Regions from separate parts of the Mus musculus genome. Here region 1 is linked to region 2. A link is a contact called in public Hi-C data. All regions are on one chromosome and are shown on one strand. Each heading gives the region's core, a stretch centred on a gene start, on an enhancer-like site or on the middle of the called end of the contact. The rest is flanking DNA. Distances are from core to core; before and after follow the strand shown.

Evidence for each region. Hi-C and Micro-C count contacts between places; a contact is called where the count stands out from the background.
Region 1: a contact with region 2 is called in a Hi-C map of B cells, with 15 read pairs. The contact joins the enhancer-like site here to the promoter of Zbtb44 in region 2. A contact is called at or near these places in 2 of 39 promoter capture datasets (the C10 cell line and pre-B cells), 1 of 484 Hi-C or Micro-C datasets (B cells), 3 of 115 datasets of contacts at active chromatin or transcription factors (embryonic stem cells, fetal liver and pancreatic cancer cells) and 1 of 9 other capture datasets (adipose tissue).

The regions. Positions count from the first base shown.
Region 1 is chr9:31,417,190-31,420,666 of GRCm38.p6, forward strand. Nfrkb (nuclear factor related to kappa B binding protein) reads left to right here. Exons shown (of 26, transcript NM_172766.3): 24 at 1,787-1,893; 25 at 2,625-2,760; 26 at 2,866-3,477. The coding sequence ends at 2,991. Among named protein-coding and RNA genes, the nearest start is that of Nfrkb, 33 kb to the left of the region's middle. Within about 2 kb of position 1,827, at least 38 of the 459 cell types and tissues checked have an H3K27ac peak or open chromatin away from gene starts, as enhancers often do. A contact at or near this core is called in B cells, where this site is marked.
Region 2 is chr9:31,029,371-31,032,728 of GRCm38.p6, forward strand. Zbtb44 (zinc finger and BTB domain containing 44) reads left to right here and starts at 1,274. Exons shown (of 6, transcript NM_001115130.1): 1 at 1,274-1,588.

The DNA.
Region 1 (3,477 bases), core at 577-3,076, 390 kb after region 2:
TGGAGAAATATGACTTGTTTTTATCAGATTGTCCTGCTGCCTGCCCAGGTAAGCCTGCATTCCACTGGGGTGCTGTCCATTTTCCCTTTAACACTAGCGGTCTTCTGTCCTTCCTCACCATATAGTTCCTGAGTTCCCAGCACTATATCATGTGTTATAGACACCTAGACAGATAGGATTCATCAATCCAAGTGGCTCAGGATCTAGGACTGCCAGGTAAACACACACTTTGTGGTTCAGGTATAGAGTTGTTTGTTTCCGTGATAAATACAAAATGAAAAGTTATGTAAGGAAGAAGTGGGTCATTTCAGTTGACTTATTTCTCATAAATTGAGCTAATACTTAATATAGGAACTATAACTAGTGAAGAGTTTCCATGGCCAATTCTGCCAAATGCTTATGGAAGAAAGAATGTCACAATAGTGTAAATTTTTTGTAGGAGTAGTAGAATCACTTAATCTGACTGTGAGGTCAGCACCATCCTCACACCAGAACCAGATGCAGACATTGCAGTAAAGAAAAGCTGTAGGCCAGCATTCTTCATGGATCTAGACAGAAAAGTTCTACAGATCCAGGAGTATATAAAGAATTATACCCAGAGGATCCAGCATCCCCATAGTGGCTCATAACCATTTATAACTAAAGTTCCAGTAGATTCAGTGCCCTCGTGTCTTTCACTGGCATTAGGCACATGTGTTGTGCACATACACACATTCAGGTAAAATACAAACATAAAAATGTAAAAAAAAATAATTTTTGAGAATTATATTCTGTCAGATTTTATTTATTTTTTTTTTTAAAGATTTATTTATTTATTACATGTAAGTACACTGTAGCTGTCTTCAGACACACCAGAAGAGGGCGTCAGATCTCGTTACAGATGGTTGTGAGCCACCATGTGGTTGCTGGGATTTGAACTCTGGACCTTCGGAAGAGCAGTCGGGTGCTCTTACCCACTGAGCCATCTCACCAGCCCTCTGTCAGATTTTATATTGCTGTGTCAAAATCCTGTCATAAACAACTTAGGGAGATGAATTCAGGACATGGTCATAGAGGTTTTAGCCCAGACTTTTGCTTTGTCGATTGTGGGCCAGTGATGAGGCAGAGAATAATAGTGGTAGGAGCATGTCTCAGGCTGCTCAGCTCATGAGAGGGAGCATCCAGTGGCGCAACGACCAGACTGAGGGATCAAGCTAGCCTTCAGGATCATACTCCCCCTGGCTGCTTTCTCCAGCTAGGCCTCACCTCTCCTGAAAGTGTCTGTCTTCTTTCAGATTAGTCTTGGCAGCAGTCAGTGTATGAGCCAGTGGGGGACATTTCCTATTGAAACTATACTCTTGCACCCTTTGTCTCCAAAGGCTTTTACTTACACAGAAAATGGAGTTGCCCGCATTGTTTAAAAGTCCCAGGCTATTAGCTGAGTGTGTGGTGCATGCCTGGAGTCCTAGCACTGCAGAAGCCAAGGCAGGAAGACTGAATTGAGACAGACAGACAGACAGACAGACAGACAGACACACACACACACACACACACACACACACACACACACACACACACGAGCCTCGCATGACAGACAGTTGCTGTTCTTTAGATAGTAGAACAAATGATATATAACTTGTTATAAGCCGATTTATTAGAGTTGCTTGGGTTCTGTCTTCAGGAACATTGGGACCCTTGGGGAAATGAGGGTTGGAGGTGTCTGTAGTGCTCTTGCTTCTTCTCTGTAAACACTAGCTGTTTTGTTATATCTCCTTCTTCCCCACAAAGCTAATTGTTTTCTTTGTAGGGGAAACTGCCTACCAGAATCACAGTTCCTCTTTCTGTGATTAGCCAGCCAATGAAGGGCAAGAGCGTGGTCACAGCCCCCATCATCAAAGGCAACCTTGGAGCCAAGTGAGTGCTGTTTGTAGAATTGCAAATACAGTTGGTCCAGAATGGGAAGGTGGCTGGCAGCTGACATGTTCATCAGTAATACACATTGCATCAGTAATACACATCCCCAGTACTGTTTTGGATAGAGTAGGGAGAGGAATCCGACGGGCGGGGGGGGGGGGGGGGGGGAGGTAGTAAAGCAGTATATATTGCGTGTAGAAAGCGAGGAAGTGCAGGGTGCTGGCCTGGGATGCTGTAAGGGACCCGCCCTGTATTTGAGGCCAAGCTTAAGATAGTTTGGCAAATGTTGGTTTTCTCTGGCCCTGACTTAAACAGGAATAAAAGACTCATGCAGTCATTCTGGCATTCCTAATCACTATAAAGCTGTTTTGGGATGTGGGGTGGCCCTTTCTTTCCTAAGAGACAGGCATCTTCCTGGGTTGCTGAGGCTGACTCACTCCTGTACTCTCTGGGATACTCTGAGTTCTTGTCCAACTTCGAGAGTTCCTTGCTAGGGATACATGCTTCCTGGTAGTGCCTGACTCTTCCTGGGCCGTGTGTAGAGTTTAGGCCATTTTATCCACTACTCTGGCGGTTCTTGCCACGGAAGGCTAGAAGAAATGTCCTAGTATGAGATTGCATTTGAATCCAGAAGATTCTTCCTGGGCCTCTTCGTTGTCCTTCATGCAATACGTAGCCTCATTCTGAGCCTGAGCAATGTCGTCATACTTACCTCCGTTTCCCTTTCACAGTCTCAGTGGGCTGGGTCGCAACATCATCCTCACGACCATGCCAGCAGGTACCAAACTCATTGCTGGCAATAAGCCAGTGAGTTTCCTCACTGCTCAGCAGTTGCAGCAGCTTCAGCAACAAGGTCAGGCTACACAGGTAAGGTCTGATGCAGACTGTTGACCAGCTCAGGTTTGTCTGTTTTCTTTTCTTCACTGATGAACAGTGCAGTCCACTGATCAGACCTCCTCTCTTTGTAAGCAGGTGCGCATCCAGACCGTCCCGGCATCCCATCTGCAACAGGGCACGGCTTCTGGCTCCTCCAAAGCAGTGTCCACTGTTGTTGTGACCACAGCTCCATCTCCTAAACAAGCACCTGAGCAGCAGTGACCGAGGAGAGGCGGCTTCTCTAAGAGACCAGGCCCGGTGGATCTCGGCCGACAGAAAGGGAGCAGCAGGAGGCTGCATCGTTCTTCTGAGCTGTCCTGCTTGAGGCAGGGTGGTGGAGAGTGATGGCAACTGCGGCCTAGGTTCTGCTGCCACGCTCCAGAGTGAAGCTCTGAAAGGGGTCCCTCTTTAGGGCTCCAGGGATAATCTGTCTAGTCCAGGAAGAGAGAACATCAGAGTCTTGGGAGGTCACAGTCACACAAGCCAGGGTTACCTCCCGAGTGTTGGATGTCCAGGGAGCAGGCCTGCCAGTTGCTGAGTGGGCCGGCAGGGAATAAGCCTCATTCTATGTGAGGTTTTACTTTTTAGTTTCTGATCCTCTTGGTGACTTGTTGAGATGTGAGTTTTGTGTCCAGAAAATTTTTGTGTAACTTATTTTTTTAAAGAACCTACTATATGTCTTTTATCAAATAGAAACCTGGGCTTTAG
Region 2 (3,358 bases), core at 24-2,523:
GCACAAAGAAGTCTTTCGGTTTAAAAACTGGAGGTGTAGGTACATAGCATGCCCAGCACCCAAATTGCAGCGGTCTTGACTGGTATCCTGCCCTTCTCCTCTTCTGGGGCGCAATCCCACTTGCCTCCAGGAATACCCACTCCGCCCCCAGTGCCCCCAATCGCCAGGTCTGATTCCCTGAGGTCCGAGGTAGCCACACCTTAGGGTATTTTATCCTACAGGCAGACTTTACAGCGACCGAAACTCAGACAGTAACCCTCTAGAGAAGAACAGTCAATTTTCGGTGATCCACACATTCCCTTCCCCAAGGGCGAGACTGTGTACTAGAACGGGATTCACCGTAAGGGAAGGAATAGTTCACAGTTGCTTTAGGTTTTAGAAGCCAGTCTGTGTTGGGGAAAGAAAAAAGACATGGGAGCCAATTTTTTTTTCTGGTCTGCTCAGAACTGCACTTCCTGCCATGGTAATCAGAAAAATGCTATGGCAACCTCAAAGTACGACAAGGCTGCTAGACCTGTCAAGACGCTCGGTAGTAACCCTTGCGGGGGATCGCTGATCATCGGGGAGAAAGCAGGGGAGCTCGCCAGATTCTCAGAGGCCCTCGTGGCCACGCCCTAATAGGCCTCAGTTTCCACGTGTGAAAAATGGCCACACCACCCAGATTCCTTTCCCGACCGGGAAATGCTGGAGTGCTTTGCTGCTACAGAAACCACCCGGGGAAGAGAGTTTCTTTCGGTTTTTAGCTCCAAGAAAAGCAAATCATCCTAACGCTGGCTTCCTTCGGCGCAGGACCAGACCACAGCTACGGGACGACAACCCGACAGGCCTCATGGCGCTTATGCATACGAAGCTCACAGACAAGTGCACACAGACTGGGTCAAGGCCCGCTGTGCTTCAGCGTCTGGCTTGCACCACCGGCGAAGGACAGCTCGCACTACGCTTGCGCAATAGCCGCGCACCGCCTCCAGCGCGGCCCCGCCCCTCCCTCTCCCTAGGCCGGGCCGGCCGGCCGCGCGGAGCATTGTGGGACACAAACAAAGTGCCCCCAAACAGGCTGGAGTGAAACGAGCGGCTACGGCGGCGCCCGCCCGCCCGCACGCCCGCACGCGCGCTGCGGCGGCTCCCTCCCAGCCTCCCGTCCTCTCCCCTCAGTCCCTTTCCCCTTCCCCACCCCGCCCCGCCGCGGCCAGCGCGAGCGAGCCTTCGGCCGCCCTCGACCAACCGCCCCCAACGGCCGTCCGTGCGCAGCGGGCTGGGCCCCTCGCTCCTCCCCTCAGGCCCACGGGCGCCCGGCGCTCTCCTCGCGCCTCGCACTCTCGCACCTCGCGGCCACGCGGGTGAGTGGCGCCGCCATGCGCGCCCAGTCCCAGGCTGCACACTGGCCTAGGAGCGGCGGCCCGAGATAGGGTCCCCTGAGCCTCCCGGGGGAGGAGAGGAGCCAGTCGCGCGCTCCGCCCCCTCCCCCCGGGTTGCCGCCACCGCCGCTGCCTCCGCCACCGCCACAGCCACCGCCACCTCGCCGCCCCAGCCTGGCGGGGAAGAGGAGGAGCAGTTGCAGGCCTCCGGGCCTCGGCACCGCCGCCCGCAGGTAACGGGAGGGGAGGGCCAGTGGGGAGACGGCGGGCCGGCCTGGGGACTGACACCACTTGTCACCCACCTGGACGCGGGAGGGAGAGGAAACCTGGTTTGTCACCCTGATTCGTGCTGGGAGGCACCCACAGGGTCCCCCTCATTGGCGATTAATCCTTAGAGGGGGACTGGCCTTGGTCCCAGCGGACCTGAAGCCGTCACCCAGATCTTCCAGGGGAGCCTATCGGCCAGAAAATCCGCCCAATAACAAATGCTGTGCTGCCGGGCCATTTATTACCCGCTCACCTGGTCTACGCGCGAGCCCTAGACTTGTTTATTCCTTCCTCTCCCAGGCTGCCCTACTCGCCCGCGTCGGAACGGCACTTTTCTTAAAAAGAAATAGAGAATGCAAACACTTCTAACCCCCTCCCACCTACCTGAGGATCACTCTGTAGCTGGTCTTTTTACTGTCGGCCTAACAAAAAGCTAGGGGTTACCTGCAAGTGAAATGACAACTAAGTTACAACTGATTAAAGGAAATCGCATCAGTTTGGTTTTTGTAAACCTTAACCAGAATCTATTGAAAACCGCGATGTTTACGTACTTTCACGGAACTTACAGAAATTAAGACCAAAACTACTTTTTTAAGCATATAAGCATACTAATCTGTTGAATGTGTGTTTTCAGAAAAATTCTCAACTTCCGCTTATTAGCATTTTTTTGCAGAGATAAGTTAATACCCAAAGCGAACTATACCATATAATAGACAACAGAGGCTGGATAAAGATTTGATATTTCCTTTTGCCTTTTTGGTAATTCTTGATTTAAAAAGTACTACATAGATCTTGATTTTTTTGTTCCTATTTACTTTGATTTCCAGTTGATTTATAATATTCGTTTATGTCTTTGTAGTTCTCCCCATGGAATATAAAAAGGAGTGTTTTCTTAATCCATTTGTATTTTGTGATGATTTGTATTTATTAATTACAAAAACCAGGTTTACTTACTTTGTGCAACAATGCTTTGCTTTGTTAGAGCTATAGTCTTATTCTTAGAACCTGGTGATATAGTTACTTTTGAGTTTTATAGAATTGACAGAAACTTAGTAATATTAATTGTAACTTGCCCCAGGTTGCCCAATTGACAATTGAACCCAGAGACATTCCTGGGTAAGATGGCTTTTTCCGCTGTACTTCTCAGTAGTAATATAAATTTCTTTTATGGCCTGGAAGTTTTCAGTTTCACAGAAGTTGTCAGGGAAAATGCAGTGAACATAGATACCAGACTGGTGGTCAACCTTTTTCTCTGCATTGTTGCCAGTTTTTCTTGTGGTTGCTACTGTTGCTGTTGTTGAGACAGTCTGCCTCTTCCTCCTAAGTGCTGGTTGGGATTAGATTTTTTTTCCCCCACCATGTTTGATTTTGTTTGTTTGTTGTTTTGTTTTTTGAAACAGGATTTCTGTGTGTAGCCCTGGCTGGCCTGGAACTCACTCTGTAGACTGCCTAGCCTTAAACTCAAGTGATCACAACGCCTGCCTCTGCCTCCCAAACACTAGGCTTGCAATGTGGCCACCACCACCAGGCTCCATGTTTGATTCTTTTATTTCCTAAAAATACCAAGTCAAATTAACAATGTCCATTAAAATATGTGTATTCAGATTTACTCTGTTGTTCCTAAGTGTTTCCACAGCTGTAGTCAATCAAGGTTATAGTGTTGCATGTGGTGATTGCATATACTTAGTCATACCTTTTGTTAAAAAGGGTGGTACCCAGACCACTTTTCCATTTTC